Linked DNA regions of Sus scrofa: regions 2 and 3 are each linked to region 1. Evidence: chromatin contacts called from public targeted proximity ligation data. All regions are on one chromosome and are shown on one strand. The core of a region is the stretch at or near the end of the contact, and the rest is flanking DNA. Distances in the headings are between cores, read along the strand shown. Region 1 holds the start of TTC7A (tetratricopeptide repeat protein 7A). Region 2 holds the start of MSH2 (mutS homolog 2). Region 3 holds the start of SOCS5 (suppressor of cytokine signaling 5).

What was found.
Region 2: a targeted proximity ligation map of alveolar macrophages shows a contact between it and region 1. A contact is called at or near these places in 1 of 5 promoter capture datasets (fetal liver), 2 of 47 Hi-C or Micro-C datasets (embryonic fibroblasts and liver) and 1 of 2 datasets of targeted methods (alveolar macrophages).
Region 3: a contact with region 1 is called in a targeted proximity ligation map of alveolar macrophages. A contact is called at or near these places in 1 of 47 Hi-C or Micro-C datasets (skeletal muscle) and 2 of 2 datasets of targeted methods (alveolar macrophages and skeletal muscle).

The regions. Positions count from the first base shown.
Region 1 is chr3:93,589,987-93,594,787 of Sscrofa11.1, forward strand. It overlaps TTC7A (tetratricopeptide repeat protein 7A), which reads right to left and starts at 1,996. Exons shown (of 20, transcript XM_021087552.1): 1 at 1,485-1,996. The coding sequence starts at 1,668.
Region 2 is chr3:93,161,626-93,166,426 of Sscrofa11.1, forward strand. It overlaps MSH2 (mutS homolog 2), which reads right to left and starts at 1,931. Exons shown (of 16, transcript NM_001195357.1): 1 at 1,687-1,931. The coding sequence starts at 1,897.
Region 3 is chr3:93,851,285-93,856,085 of Sscrofa11.1, forward strand. SOCS5 (suppressor of cytokine signaling 5) reads right to left here and starts at 2,792. Exons shown (of 2, transcript NM_001162890.1): 1 at 2,629-2,792.

The DNA of each region.
Region 1 (4,801 bases), core at 746-3,245:
ACACCAATTAGAGGCCAGTGCTGCTGCTTTCTGTAACCTCCTCTTCCTCTGAGCTCCACAATCTAACACACAACTGCCCTCTGATCACACTTCTGTCTCCCCATCCATTCTGACAACTCTTCAAGCTGGGATTTTTTTTTTTTTTTTTTTTTTGCTTTTTAGGGCCGCACCCACAGCACGTGGAAGTTCCCAGGCTAGTGGTCGAATCGGAGCTACAGCTGCCAGCCTACACCCCAGCCACAGCAACAGAGGATCCAAGCTGCATCTGCGACCTACACCACAGCTCACAGTGATGCCGGATGCTTAACCCCCTGATCAAGGCCAGGGATCGAACGCGAATTCTCATGAATAGCAGTCAGATTTGTTTTTGCTGTGCCACAACGGGAACTCCCTCAAGCTCGGATTTTCAGAGGTAACAGCGCAAGTTATTAAAAGGATGTACTCATTGTACAACTACAAATGTAATAAATTCATTGAGGAAAAAAAAGAAAAAAAGGATGTACTCAGAAACCTGGGTTCAAATTGTGGTTCCACCACTTAATAGCTGAATGATCAAGTTATGTAAGTTCTCTGTGCCTCAGTTTCCTTATCTGCAAGTGGCAAAAAAAGAGTACCTGCTTCTTCGGGTTGTTGGGGAGAAATTAAAGGGCTGAGTACAGTGCTTAGGACACTGACATACAGTGCTAGCTAAGCGCCTTCCACAGGCTGGGTGGTCTTTAAAACTCTTTATATCTGTATTAACTCCCTGCCGTCTTCTATCAAGGCTCTGAAGTGGCTGTGCCAAAGAGAGGGTTCAGGGATGGCTCTCCAGGCTGAGCTCAAGGCACCAGGAACAAGATTTGAGGTTGGAGACTGGGGCGGGGTGTTCCCCCTCTGCCACATCAGGGTGCTTTCCCGCCCCAGCGCTAGAGCCCAGCCTGCCAAAACAGCCTACTGCTAAAGCCACCGACTGCCAGGCCTAGATGGCTCGCGAGTTGGAAGAGAGAAGAGGAAACTGAGGCTTACCAGGCCTCTTTCCCGCTTTTCCACCACCCCACCCTGGCGCTGGTCAAGCCCCTAGCCATACAGAGCTTCGCCGTCAATTTGACTCGGGGAAAGGAGGAGAGGGCAAGGAGCGACAGCCTACACCTGATAGTTCAGAACCAGAATGCGGGTTGGAGGAGCGGCGCAAAAGCCTAGCCCATGCCGTGATCTGATACGTGCCAACACCACCATTTCACAGTAGTCGGAGTAGCCCACAACGATCCGAGAGGGCAGAACGCAAAAGCCGTTTACTTCTTTCCTCCCAAACTCCCTGCACGTGAGTTTTCTTCTGGGGCAGAAGTACCTTCCTAACGACTCTGGCTGCTGCTAAGAGAGGCACTGAAGGAAGGGTAATACCGAAAGCAGCCATCGCCGGCCCCAGGCAGTCGGGGCCGCTTCCTGGAGGAGGCGGCGCATTTCGCGCGCTCCGCGTCTGTGAACCAGCCCCTTCCCTCACTCACCGGTGTCCAGAGAGGTGAACGTGGCGTTCGGGCTGGCTCGCCGGCCGCCTCCGCCGCCGGGCACGACTAGCGTCTGCATCTGCCGGACCAGCTCAGGCATGCGGTCCCAATGGCCTTCGGCGCGGCAGCGCTCCAGCTCGCTCTCCATCTTCAGGTGGGAGCTGTGCGGGCCCTTCGCAGCCATCTTCGAGCGGGTGCTGTCATGGGAGGTGCAGCCGAGAAGTGGAGACCCGGCCGGGGGCGGCGTCCGGGCTGGGGCGCACACGCGGGCGGTGTCGACGGGGGCGCGAGGGGCTGCTGGGGCCCAGGTGGCAGCGGGGGCCCGGGCGGCGCGGGCGGGCAGCAGCCGCAGCACCCAGCGCACCGCCCGGCGTCTCCGGACTGGGGCTCCGGCTGTGCGGCCCCGCGCGTCCAGGAGCAGCCTCCGCCTTTGCTGCAGCAGCTCCTGCCGCCTCTGCCGCCGCCGCCGCTGCAGCTGCTGCCACAGCCCCGCCCCAGGCCCGGGCGCCGCCAGCTGCAGACCCGCCCCCGGCCGCGGCTCCACCCCCGAGGGGGCGTGGCGCGGCCTCGGCGAGACGGGCGCGCGGGCGGCCAACGCGGCCACAGCCGCCAGGCGCGCGCTGGGCGCTCGCGGCCGCACGGGCGCCAACCCCCTGCTGCCGCCGCCACCGCCGACTCGCCACTCACTTTAATGCTGCGCGGAGCAGGGGCACCTGGGGGCGCCTTGCTTCCTTCCCCCTCCCCATCCCTTCGGGGCTCTTGGCCTGGGAGACCCCCGCCCCGACGACCCAGCTTTGTGCGGTGACTCCGTCACCGGGTCTGTCTTCGGCACGTCACAAATCCGGAGAGAGGCGGGCCGCCCAGTCGCTCCCAACTCTGAAAGCGAGCCTCCCCGGGGGGCCGCCGGCAGCGGCCCGGGTCCCGCCTTGCTGGGCCGCGCGAGCCTCGCGCGCCACCCCGGGGGCACTCGGGAGAGCGGTTGCCTGCCCGCGACTCCACACGGAGAGACTTGTACGTTCCTTTAAGAGCCGAGTTCCTCTTTCCAACCTGTCTCCCCCCACCCCAACTGGCTGGCCTGTCCTCCGCAGAATCCTGTTGTCCTGGATTTCTTAAAGTTTTTAAACTGTTTCTCCAACTCTGTATTTACTTTATTTCTTAATTCCGGCGTCTAAAGACTGTGATCAAAGCTGTATCGAGCTCTTAGCAGGGCTTAGCCGGGTGCTGTGGGTACTAAGGAGTTCAAAGGATTACTGGGCGGCCTGGAAGGAAGAGGCCGACGGACACCCTCTGCTGAGATCGGTTATGGTGGCCCAGCGACCGCTGCTGACAGTCCCGTGTGGGGAGGGAGGCCGTGGCACAGGAAATCACGGCAATACCAAAACGACAAAATAAAACTCTTTAACAGAGTGCAAGGCACAGACCGAAGGTTCCAGAAGGCGGGAGAATCCGAGCAAGCTTTTAAGCTTTTAAAACTTAAGTTTTAAGTTTAAACCCCTAAGAGTTAGAAAGTGTCCACCTTTTTCCCCAACACTACCTAACACAACCTTGGGAGTGAGCCTGACCATTCGCAGTGTTATGAGAGACTCACTGCTTTGTGCTTCTCGACGACTCCAACCATGGGCGATTCTTGTCAAGGGAAGCTCAGACTCCCACGCCCTTTGCCTCTGGAGCCACAAGGGCTGCTGTTGAAGGCAGCCGTCCTGCCCTGCCTCACCCCTGACTCCCTCCACGAGTACTCTCTTCTCTGGGCTCTGAAAGAAACTCCATTCCTTACTTGGGGGGCAGAAGTGCTCAGTTGCCTGCTGCTCTGAGCACCTGGAGACCAGGAGAGAGAGGAAGGAAAATGAGGACAGCTCTGGCGGTTGACTTAGTTTGCACAAACTCCACGCCTGTTCCTCTCAACTGCTCTAGCTGGCTTTTGGTTACCCTTTGGCTGCCCTTGTTGGTCACCAGAACTGGATTTCACTTGGAGAGAGCAATGCATGTCCTTTGGGGAGGGTGGCCTGAGGACACCCTGCGATTTGCCCTAGTCAGGCATTCCCCAGAGGCAGCCCCAGGGCAGGCAAAGAAAAGCAGAGTTGATAAGAGCAATCCTGACAATGTAAAGGAAAACGTCTCTCCTCTTTCTCTCTGATCTTTTGCCAGCCCCACCCCCAGGTTGCCAGACTCCAGGGGACTGACTGCAGGAACTGCTGCCTGTTTCTTTGACAGGTGCAGCAGTATTTGTGTGAGCATGGGGCGTGGGATGGAGGAACAGAGAATGGTGGTGAAGGCTTAGGACCAGCTGCCCCTCAGCACAGCGGAACACATGCTGGACCCCTGCCCAGCTCTTTTCTGGCAGACAAGACCCCAGTCCACTAGGGACCAGTATCTTTCAGGGGAATAAGAGACTGTAGAACAAGAACAAAAAACAACCATGATTGAATCAATAATATTTACCAAAATTAACAACAAATAGAAAGAGTGGTGGGTTTTTTTTGTTTGTGAGTTTGTTTTTTAAAGGGCCAAACCTGCAGCACATGGAAGTTCCCAGGCTAGGGATCTGTTCAGAGCTGCAGCTGCCCACCTACACCACAGGTCTTGGCAAGACTAGATCCTTAAGCCACTGAGCAAGGCCAGGGATTGAACCCAGTCCTTATAGATACTAGTCAGGTTTGTTTCCCCCTAGCCACAATGGGAACTCCTGTTTTTATTTTTTAATAATCTGGACTCTCTCAAATAAGAATTTAGGGCAAATTCTGATAAAGAAGACTTCCTGAGAACCAAACTAGTATCCATGAGGACTCCAGTTCGATCCCTGGCCTCATCCAGTGGGTAAAGGATCTGGCATTGCCATGAGCTGTGGTATAGGTCGCAGATGCGGCTCAGATCTGGCATGGCTGTGGCTGTGACTGTGGCTATGGTGTAGGTCAGCAGCTACAGCTCCGATTGGCCCCCCTAGCCTGGGAACTTCCATGTGCCACAGGTGCAGCCCTGAAAAAGAAGGAGAAAAAAAAAATTGTGATAAAGACCGTTGTCATTTGCCAGCTCAAAAATCGCTGCCAAAATAATTCACTGATCCAGCGAAGCTGAGTTCACTCCTTGCCAGAGTGAGGGGGTGCACTGCCTTGACAGTCTTTATAGCATCTCAGAGAAAGTAGGGAAGCTTGAAGGAGGTAAATGGACCTGCTGAGAAATGTGTATTTTCATGGAGCAACAAAGGTGATACAGCACAAGGAACCATCTGGTTTAAAGGAGACTCAGGGAGTTCCTGTTGTGGCTCAGTGGTTAACCGATCCATCTAGGAATCATGAGGTTGAGGGTTCGATTCCCTGACC
Region 2 (4,801 bases), core at 681-3,180, 430 kb before region 1:
GACGAGGGTTCAATCCTGGTGCTGCCATGAACCGCGGTGTAGGTCACAAACAAGGCCTGGACCCTGTGTCACTGTGGCTGTGGTATAGGTCAGCAGCTGCAGCTCCAATATGACCCCTAGCCAGGGAACTTCCACAAGTCACAAGAGCAGCCCTTAAAAAAAAAAAAAAAAAAAAAACACAAAAATAAAAACGAAAAAATTAAGTGAAAGAAGTCATTCACAAAAGACCAATATTATAAGCAAATCTAGAGACAGAAAGCAGATTAGTGGTTGCCTGGGTTTAGAAGACAGGTGGAAAAGGGGAATTGACTGCCAATGGATACAGGGTTTCCTTCAGGACTCAAATGAAATTTAGCCTTCATATAATGCCTTTTTTTTTTTTTCTTTTGGCTTTTCTGGCCGCACCCTTGGCATATGGAAGTCCAAAGGCGAGGGGTGTAATGGGAACTACCGCTGCCGGCCGACGCCACAGCCACGCCAGATCCAAGCCACGTCTGCGACCTAGACCACAGTTCACAACACCAGATACTTAAACCGCTGAGCGAGGCCAGGGAACCAAACCTGGATCCTCACGGATACTAATGGGATTCGTTTCCCACTGCACCACAACAGGAACTCCCGCAGTTCCCGTCATGCCCAGTCATGGGCAATCCTGCCTCTATGCCTCTTCAGCAACTTGCTGTGGATCATCCTCCACAGTTCTTGACCTGGAATTGGAATTATTTCTGCCTTGCTCTCCACTAGGGGGAGCTCTGTGAAGGCGGGGATATGGTACTGCCTTTCCATCTAGGTACCCCTGGTGTCCATAACCCTGCCTGATACCGGCAGCACTCAATGAATGTCTACCTAATGAAAGAACATCTTTTGTCAGTAACATCCCATCTGCATGTGGCAGAGGCAGTACTATGTCTTATTCCTCCTAGAATGTTCATTCCATTATCACAACGCAGGCAGGGGAAAAAAAAGATTAACAAAAACATCGAGAACATCTAACTCACAGAGGCTGAGAAGTTTGTAGCTTTCCAGGGAGAGAGATGTTAGAAACATAAGGACGGGTCATGGAAGGCACTGAATGCCGAGAGGAAGCACAGACATACTGGACTAGCCCGAGGCCACACAGCTAGTAAGTGGAGGGGCCGCAACTTGACTCTAGGCAATCTGGCTCCAGGGTCCGAGGTCCTGACCACCTGGCGATACCGCCTATCAACAGCAGACACTACAGAACCCTGCGCTGAAGGGCGGTATAAACCACATTCGCCCAACAAGCAAAATCACGTTGGTGACATAAAACGGTCTTCCCAAACCCCTTCTATTCTAAATCTCACTCCTGGAATGGAATTTGTGATAAAGAGGTTTGGCGGCGGTGTGCGATGAGATTCCCCTGGGCCAAGGAGGGGCCCGGGCCGAGAAGCAGACACCCACGCCAGCTGCAGGAAAATTAAATAGAACAATGTGTTAAAACGCCTCGAAGCCTGGCAACCTAGTGATTGTTATAGTTCCCATTCAGGACAGCTGCAGAGGGGCAGACCCAGGGCAGACGGTGGGTGGCGCCCCACTCGACCAGGAGCAAGCGCAGTGCCCCACGAAGCGCCAAAGTCCCCGCCCCAGTGCCTCCCCACCTCCCACTTCCTGAAAGAAGCCCCCTCCGCGGGGTTCCCCCAGAGCCCATGCGGTCCGCGCCCTCACCTGCCGGCCCCATGAACTTGACCACCCCCTGGGTCTTGAACACCTCCCGGGCAGCTAGGAGTGCGTCCTCGCCGTGCGCGGTGTAGAAGTCGCCCCGGTCGAAAAGGCGCACCGTGGTGGTCGGCTTCTCAGGCATGCCCTGGAAGAAGCGCACGAAGCCGATCTCGGCTGCGCTCTCCAGCTGCAGTGTCTCCTTCGGCTGCACCGCCATTTCGGAATCTCTCTGCCAACAGCCTGAGGGAACTGCACGACCCCGCACCCACTAAGCTGTTTCCCGCCTCCCCTCCCTCGCCCCCCGTGCGGCGTCCAGCCTCTGCGGAGGTACCCAATCAGCATTCAGCGCTGTATTTCGGTGGGTGGGAGTGCGCCGTGACAGCCAATCATAATCGGACGCGGCCCAGCTTCCCGCGCACGCTGGTGACTCTGTCTACTGCGCATGCTTGAGCCTAGGTCGAGCGCCGACCCTGCCAGAAGCCCATCCTTTAAAGAGTTCAGTTCTCCGGGTTTTCTCCGTGCTTGAGCAAGGAACCAGGTGGAGAGATAACTAGATTAGAAGACCAGGTGGGACATTCTGGCAGGTTTTGAATATATTATCTGCCCCGGAAGCAAGAGCATGAAATCAGAAAGAAACTTGAAAACAAGGAAAACCTAGCCTTCCACTCTATCGGTATTTTTTTTAGACCTGTGCCCCTCTCTCCAATCGCGTCCCTTTTCCTTTTCAGGCAAAACTGCCTACATCAATATTAGAGGTTTCTTCTCCACAACCTCCCTACTGCTCCGTACTAGCCTAATTCTCATGTCGTCCGTTCCTTAATTGATTCATTCAATCAAAAACTTAAGACCTACTGTGTTCCAGACTTCTAGGATCTGAGGAAAGAAAAAAGCCACTGCCTTAGTTGAGCTTATATTCTAATGAATGGATTCAGATAATACACTAAGTAAACTTGCAGCAAGTAAACTGTTAGAAGATAACGTGTTTAGGTGAAAAATAAAAATGGATCAGTGTTTTTTGTTGTTGTTCTTTGTTTTTTAATGTTGAACAAAGACTTGGAGATCAGAATATGTCCTGCATAGTAAGCTGCCTTACAAAAGCTATTGCACTCTCCTGTTTGGCTCACCATCCACCCAGAAAAGCAGTCCCCAAACCCTGATTCAGCAGCACAATTACCCTGGGGGCTTTTCAGAGGCGTTCTGGGGCCCCGCCCACATATAATGGGTTGGAATTTTGGAAGATGGGGTCTTGAGATGTTTCAAGAAAGCTCCCTGGACGCTCTGGACCACTGGCCTGTTAAAATTCAAATAGCTTCAGAAGTAGAGGAAGTTTGAACCATTTGACTGCTGACTATATTTCCCACTCCCTGCAGTGCCCCCTGTTCTTACCCCAACTCTTTGATCTGGAGCAATCATCTTCCTTCCCTTTCAACACATGTGGCTCCAACACAGACTTGTCCCTCTGCTCTGGAAGGGCCCTGCCCTGCAGTCCCCCAGGTGTAATTGGTTCTGTTACCTTCTGGAGTACCATTGTAGTTACATCTCTATTATAATATTTGCAGCATTGGTTTAGACATATCTGTTCGCCTATCTCTCTTACTAAACACCTGGAAAGAGCATAGATGAGTATGTTCATTTATATTAATGGCTAATGTTCGTTAGCACTTATTGACTATTTTTACATGTGCTTACTGTTTTATTAATCTGCACAACTCTAAATGTTGGGAGCTATTGTTACTCTTATTTTACAATGAGGAAATTGAAACCTGGAGATGTGAAGTGGCTTGCCCAAGGTCACAGAGCTAATGGTAAGTGATAGAGCTAGAGTTCCAGACTCTGTAAGCTTAACCATCTGTGCACCAGAGGGCCTGGCACGTATTAGGTGCACAGGAAATGTTTGTAAATGAATGAGTTCTGCATCAAAATAACCACTTTTTTTTTTTTTTTTGGTCTCTCCGCAGTATATGGAGTTCCCCAGCTAGGGGTCAGATCTGATCTGCAGTTGCGACCTACACTACAGCTGTGGCAATGCCAGCTCTTAACCCACTGTGCCAGGCTGGGGATTGAACCTGAATCGAAGTGCTCCAGAGGAGATGTCACCAATCCAGTTGCGCCACAGTGGGAACTCCACAATAACCACTTCTATGTAATAACGTGGCCTTGAGTGTCAGTGCATCTGTCCCCTTTCCTGTTTCACATGCCTGTTTGTTTTTCTTTTTGCTCCATTTCTGGTGATGGTTCAGGGGAAATACCTTCACAAAGGGAAATTTATGCCCTCCTTTTAGGCAGAGGCAAGAGAGCTTTTTCTCCATCTGTTGACTCAGATGCCTTTAGCTCAAAATAATCCTTATTCCCACAGTGACTCAGCAGAAACAAATCTGGCTAGCATCCACAAGGATGCAGTTTCAATCCCTGACCTCGCTCAGTGGGATAAGGATCCAGCATTGCTGTGAGCTGTGGTATAGGTCACAGATGCAGCTCGGATCTGACATTGCAGTGTAGTCTGGCAGCTACAGCTCTGTTTCGACCCTTCGCCTGGGAACCTCCGTATGCCTCAGATGCAGGTCCTAAAAATAATAATAATAATCCTTATGCTCAAGTGGCATATTGGTGGGTAGTATATCCTGTTGCCCTTCATGTTGAAAGTAGAAAGAACTGAGGTTGAAGTGTTAAGAAAGGCTCCATGAAAGAAGGGGATGTCAAGCTGGGACTTGACTAAGTAGAGGATATTCCAGACATAAGAAAGAACTTAAGAATATAACCTTTAGGAGTTCCCTGGTGGCCTAGTGGCTAAGGATCAAGCCTTGCCGCTCTGTGGCTTGGGCCACTGCTGTGGTGTGGGTTGGATCCCTGGCCCAGGAACTTCTGCATGTCATGGGTGTAGCAAAAAAATAAAAAGGTGAGATTTAAAAAACTGTGACTTAAAAAATTAAATAATTGTGAATCACTATTGTATACCTGATAATATTGTTTATCAACTACACCTTGAGTTAAAAAAATAAAAATATTTTAAAATTAAATTTAAAAAAACATAAAGAACATAATCAAAGGCATGGTCAAACTCAAGCAAGGTATAAAAGGCTGAGGAACAGGAACACTTGGTGAACGGGAAGAAAAACTTGAA
Region 3 (4,801 bases), core at 1,542-4,041, 260 kb after region 1:
TCCAGTCTCTATCACAATTATGATCAAAATCATGTTTTCATAATTATCACGTAATTTTACTACTGCTCTTTGTAAAGGTACTAAAACCCATTTTAACATTAACCCTCCTCCCCCAAAGTTACTTAAAATAATTTTCACATAATTTACTTTGAAAATATAAGAGCCTTTTGAAATCTGATAATTTTTAAGCAGTTAATTTTTAGCATAAAAGTTTCAGAACACTGGCCTACTCTAAGAAGTTTGTCTACTATTTCAATCTAGATGACAGCTTATCTCTTCCCAACGAGAGGGAATATCAGCACTTCTGCTAACAATGCAGCATACTGTTTTAAACTCTTCAATAAAAGCTCATCTAGTTTTATATCACTTCATGTATAAAGATAGTCAACTCAAACTTCCCATCCTTAGAGGGGAACAACATCACAAGTAATCCTAAAACCATTTAGAGCTGGCCCTAGAATGCTTTAGAAATAACAACGTGATGTGATAAAGTAGAAAAACTGGCTACAGTCAGAGATCTGCCCACCAATCCTGGCTTGTCACTAGCTAGCATTTTAGTCCCTTCCACTGGTTTGGGCTTCGGTCTCCTGATCTGCAAAATAATCATATCCACGGTCTACTCTTCCAGCTCTAAAAGAAATGTGACTCATACACAAACATCTTTTTTCCAAGCTTCCCATTCTTATTCTGTTGAGTTATTACCATTACTTTGCAAGCATTCAGCATTATTTTTCCTTGATTCTACAAAGGGAGGTAAAAGCCCATTCTAAACAAAGGTGATAGAGGAAAGCTTTCCGGACCACTGGTTTGCCACAGATGAGCCCCAAGGTGAATAATGTAGAAGCTATTATAATGTTAAAAGGTGTTAGGTTTCAATATTTTAGGCTACTGTTTTGTGTGCCAGTACATTCTCCCTAAGGACGAACAGTAAAATTCAAGGACAATAGGGAGAAAAAAAAATGTAATTACCCATTTCTTCAGTAACTAAGAGGTGGCGACTGCAAATATCAACACCTTTTTGCAGAAATGTTTTCTCTGACTGACAATTACAATTTACACCAAAGGGAAAATACGATCTACAAAATTTTCTTCTATATGTTTAAGTAGTCCCTAAAAACACACCTCATTTTTCATTTTGTAAATGTCAGGAATTAGTAAGATAACATATATATGATTAAGAAAATATTAAAAAGATTAAAGATCAAGCTGTACAATTCTCAGCTTCCTCTTCTCAGTGACATGAAGAACCTCCACCGGCTGCCACAGAGGTGGATTCTGTAGACTGCCACTGCCTAACCCAGGTATGCATTTTTTACGTTCTTAACCCACTCTCAAGAGTGTTATGCAAGTTCAGGATATTAAAATTAAACTAAACATCTGACATTAAGATTCCCAACTGTTAGAACACTCAACCTGATCTTCACATTGCCTTCTAGAGCTGCTAACTAACCAACATCTTCCCACTTCAACGCTTAAAAGTTAAAATATGTTAAACTATAGAATTTGTGGTTCAATTTTGCATGACCTTGTAAAGAAACAATGAAAAGCAAGGAGAGAAAGCATTCGAATTACCTATTAATCTTGCAGAATAAAAGTCAGTAGCAAAGTGTAATAGTACAGTCCAGCCAAAATGCTACGTTGGGAGGAAGTAAGCCATTGCAATGGATGGAGAAACCTGAAGAAAGGATCTTCTCAGATGGAGAAGCTGCTACAAGAATTTCAAGGAGCAGTTTGAGAAATTCCAGCAAAACTAATAACTGGTAAAACACCACCGAACACATACATATATTTTAAAATAAAAGATAACGTCCAAGGTCCACCTTTTTGTTGGAATACCAAAAGAAAATGTGATCTCGACTCCAATCCCCCTGCCTTTCAAAGTTCAGAACCAAGCCAAGATGTGTACTTAAAACTGTTTCTGAGCATCCTTCTTTAAAAGCAACTCCCTCTCCAGCAAGTCACTTCCCTCTGGCTACTTGAACGTCCAAATCCCAGCACCAAAGAATCTTAGGGCCCCAAGGAGTTGCAGAGGGGTCTTTCAGTGCCCGCCTGAGCATCCCTTCCCACCTCCCGTTAAACTCCGGAGGTGCTCCAGTCACTTTCCCCATCCAAGCTCCCCAGTTCTCTGGCTCACCTCCCGGTGGACCTCTCTTCTCGTCGACCTTGAGGACCCCGGGATCGGAGCTTTAGAGCCCCAAATGACTTGGCCGGTAACCCCTAGCCTGCGGCGCGCGCAAATGCCCCAGTCTCCGGTGACCTCCCCTCGATTCACCGCGACCCGTATCACGAACGCCCTCCGACTAGCTCGGAGCAACCCCCTTTCCCTTAAGCGACCTATGTTCCTCCAACCAGAAAAACAATTCCACGAAATGCATCGAGAACCTACTAAGTGCAAGCTCCCACTATGCGCCGCAGGGTCTGCACCGGGCTCCCGGCCCGGGTTTGCGGTCCCCCGCCCGTCGTCCTCTTGCCTGCCAGAGGGCCGGCGCTGCCTCCACCCGGGGTGGAGGCGCCGGCCGGAGGCGGACTGCGCCGGGCGCGGGCACCGGGGCCGGAGAGGCGGCCGCTAACGGAGGCGCGAGGGTCCGGGAAGCGCACACCGGCCGGGCTGGCCACGGAGACACTTACCGGTCGGGGCGCGCAGAGCGGCCTCATCCAGGGGCACCTGCGGCCAGGCAGGACGGGCCCGGACGGCGCAGTCACCGAGAGGGCGAGTCTGCCCGCCTGCCGTCCCGTCCCGCTCCCTCCGACTGCCCGTGCGAGCGCAGTCTTGCTTCCTCCGGACGGAGTCCGGGGACCCCAGCTCCGCCGGATGCCCCCGCCAGGCCCCCACCCCTTTCCCCGGCCGCCTCCCCCTCTTCACCCTTTTCCCCTCCCCCCTCCCCGCGCCCCCACCAGAATGGAAAATACCTCCCCGGGCGGGGGGCGGCGGGGGCACGCCTCTCTGAAGGGCAGCCTACCGTGACCAATAGCAGGCGGGGCTCTGGAGGGGCGGGATTCTTAGTGGCCAATCCGAAGGCGTGTAGGTGAAGGCCGAAGTAGGGAGGCAGGGAGCGAGAGGGGGGCGGCCCGGGAGTCAGGGAGGTCCGGCCGCTCGGGTGCGCGCTGTGCGCGGCTGCCATTTTGGAGTCGGGCAGCTGCGACGGCGGCCGGTCCGGCCCGGGGAAAGAGAGGAGCCAGTCAGGTGGGAGAGAGGCTGTCACGTGGGTTTGAGGGGCGGTCTGCGGCCTGAGGGGAGGGGTCAGCGGCGGCGAGTCACGGGGGCTGAAGAGGGTCACGTGGTCAGAGAACGGCCATCAGTGGGCTTGGGGGCGGAAGGTCAGCCTTGAGGTGGAAGAAGGAGGAAAGCTTTGTCCCTGGTTTCTCTCTGTTAGGGAAAAGGAAAAGAAAAATGTTGCATGGAGGACGGGAGTGCCGGCTCGGAAAATGTGAATGAGCCTTCCCGTTAGTAAATGCAAAGATCCACGGGAACCTGGGCACTTAGTTTAATTCAAGCATTCCCATCCCCACGCCCGGCTGTCAAAAACGTGACTCATATAAGGATGGAGGGGGTTCGTCTCCCATTTTTTGCCTGTACTTTATATGGAAGGGCCCCCGCCCTAGAAATGGCTGAAAGGATAAAAGCGTAGTTGAGGCATTGTGACGCCTCCAGGACAGGCCATCTGGCCTTATAGAAACCTCTTCTTCATTCACAAACTTAACAGGCACTTCTGTGTTAAGACATTACCGTGATCGTATTCCGACGCCTCCAAATTAAAAAAAAAAACCAAAAAAAAAAAAACTTGACCATCTAGCTCTCATCTTTATTTCAATTCATGCTTCCAGGATAGGCTAAATTATATTCCTTACTAATCCACTGAAAATGCACCTCTTAAGGCAACCAGTGGCGTCATATAATCGAGTTCAAGAGTCACTTTTTGGTTCTTACATGATCTCTTTTGCAGTAGATTCTACGGACTACATCCTTATTGAATCTTTTTCCTCCCCAAGGCACTCCTCACTCCAGTTTCCCTGAAACCGTACATAAACCTTTAGATGATCTTTCTCTTCAATTAACCTTTCTAAATTTATTCTCTATTGGCTCTTGAAGAGAGTCCCAGGATCTGATCCTTAGTCCTCTTCTCAGAAGGTACATGGTCATTCTACTGCACACAGGGTGGTCTAGCCATTTTGATGGCTGAGTGTATGCAGATGAGGTCCCAATCTGCATACATAGTCTCCTCTTGAACCTAATCAGGACGTACCCAAACTGGAACTCAAATACCCTAAGAGGTCCACAAACTTGCTCCTTCCCATCTGTCCCTTATCTTCTTTGATAATATCACCATCCATTCCCTTAGCCAAACCAGAACCTGAGTGATCCTCTAGGCTACTGTCACTGCTGCAACACTTCCCTACCCTTTCAAACTTTGTCATGCCGATTATATTTACCCTTTGTCTCAATTTCTACAGCCACTGCCTCACCTGGGCCGTTTATTCATTTACCCAGTATTTACTAAGCATTTTACAACATGCCAGGATTGTTTGAGTTGCTCAGGATGTAGTGGTGAAGCAAACTGACAAGGTTCCTGAATAGGGTGAGACAAAATGTATATGAGGAAAGTAGCAAATAAATAATTCGGGGGTGATAAGCACTATGAATATCTCTCCCCCAGAAAAACAGGAAAACCTGTAAAAAAACCTCCCCAAATCGCTGCACAGCTCGTCACCTCAATCTCCCTCCTGCCTCCCCAACCTGCTCAACACTTTCTCAGCCTTTCTTCTTATTCTCAAAGAAAAGATGACCCTGATCCTTTCATCT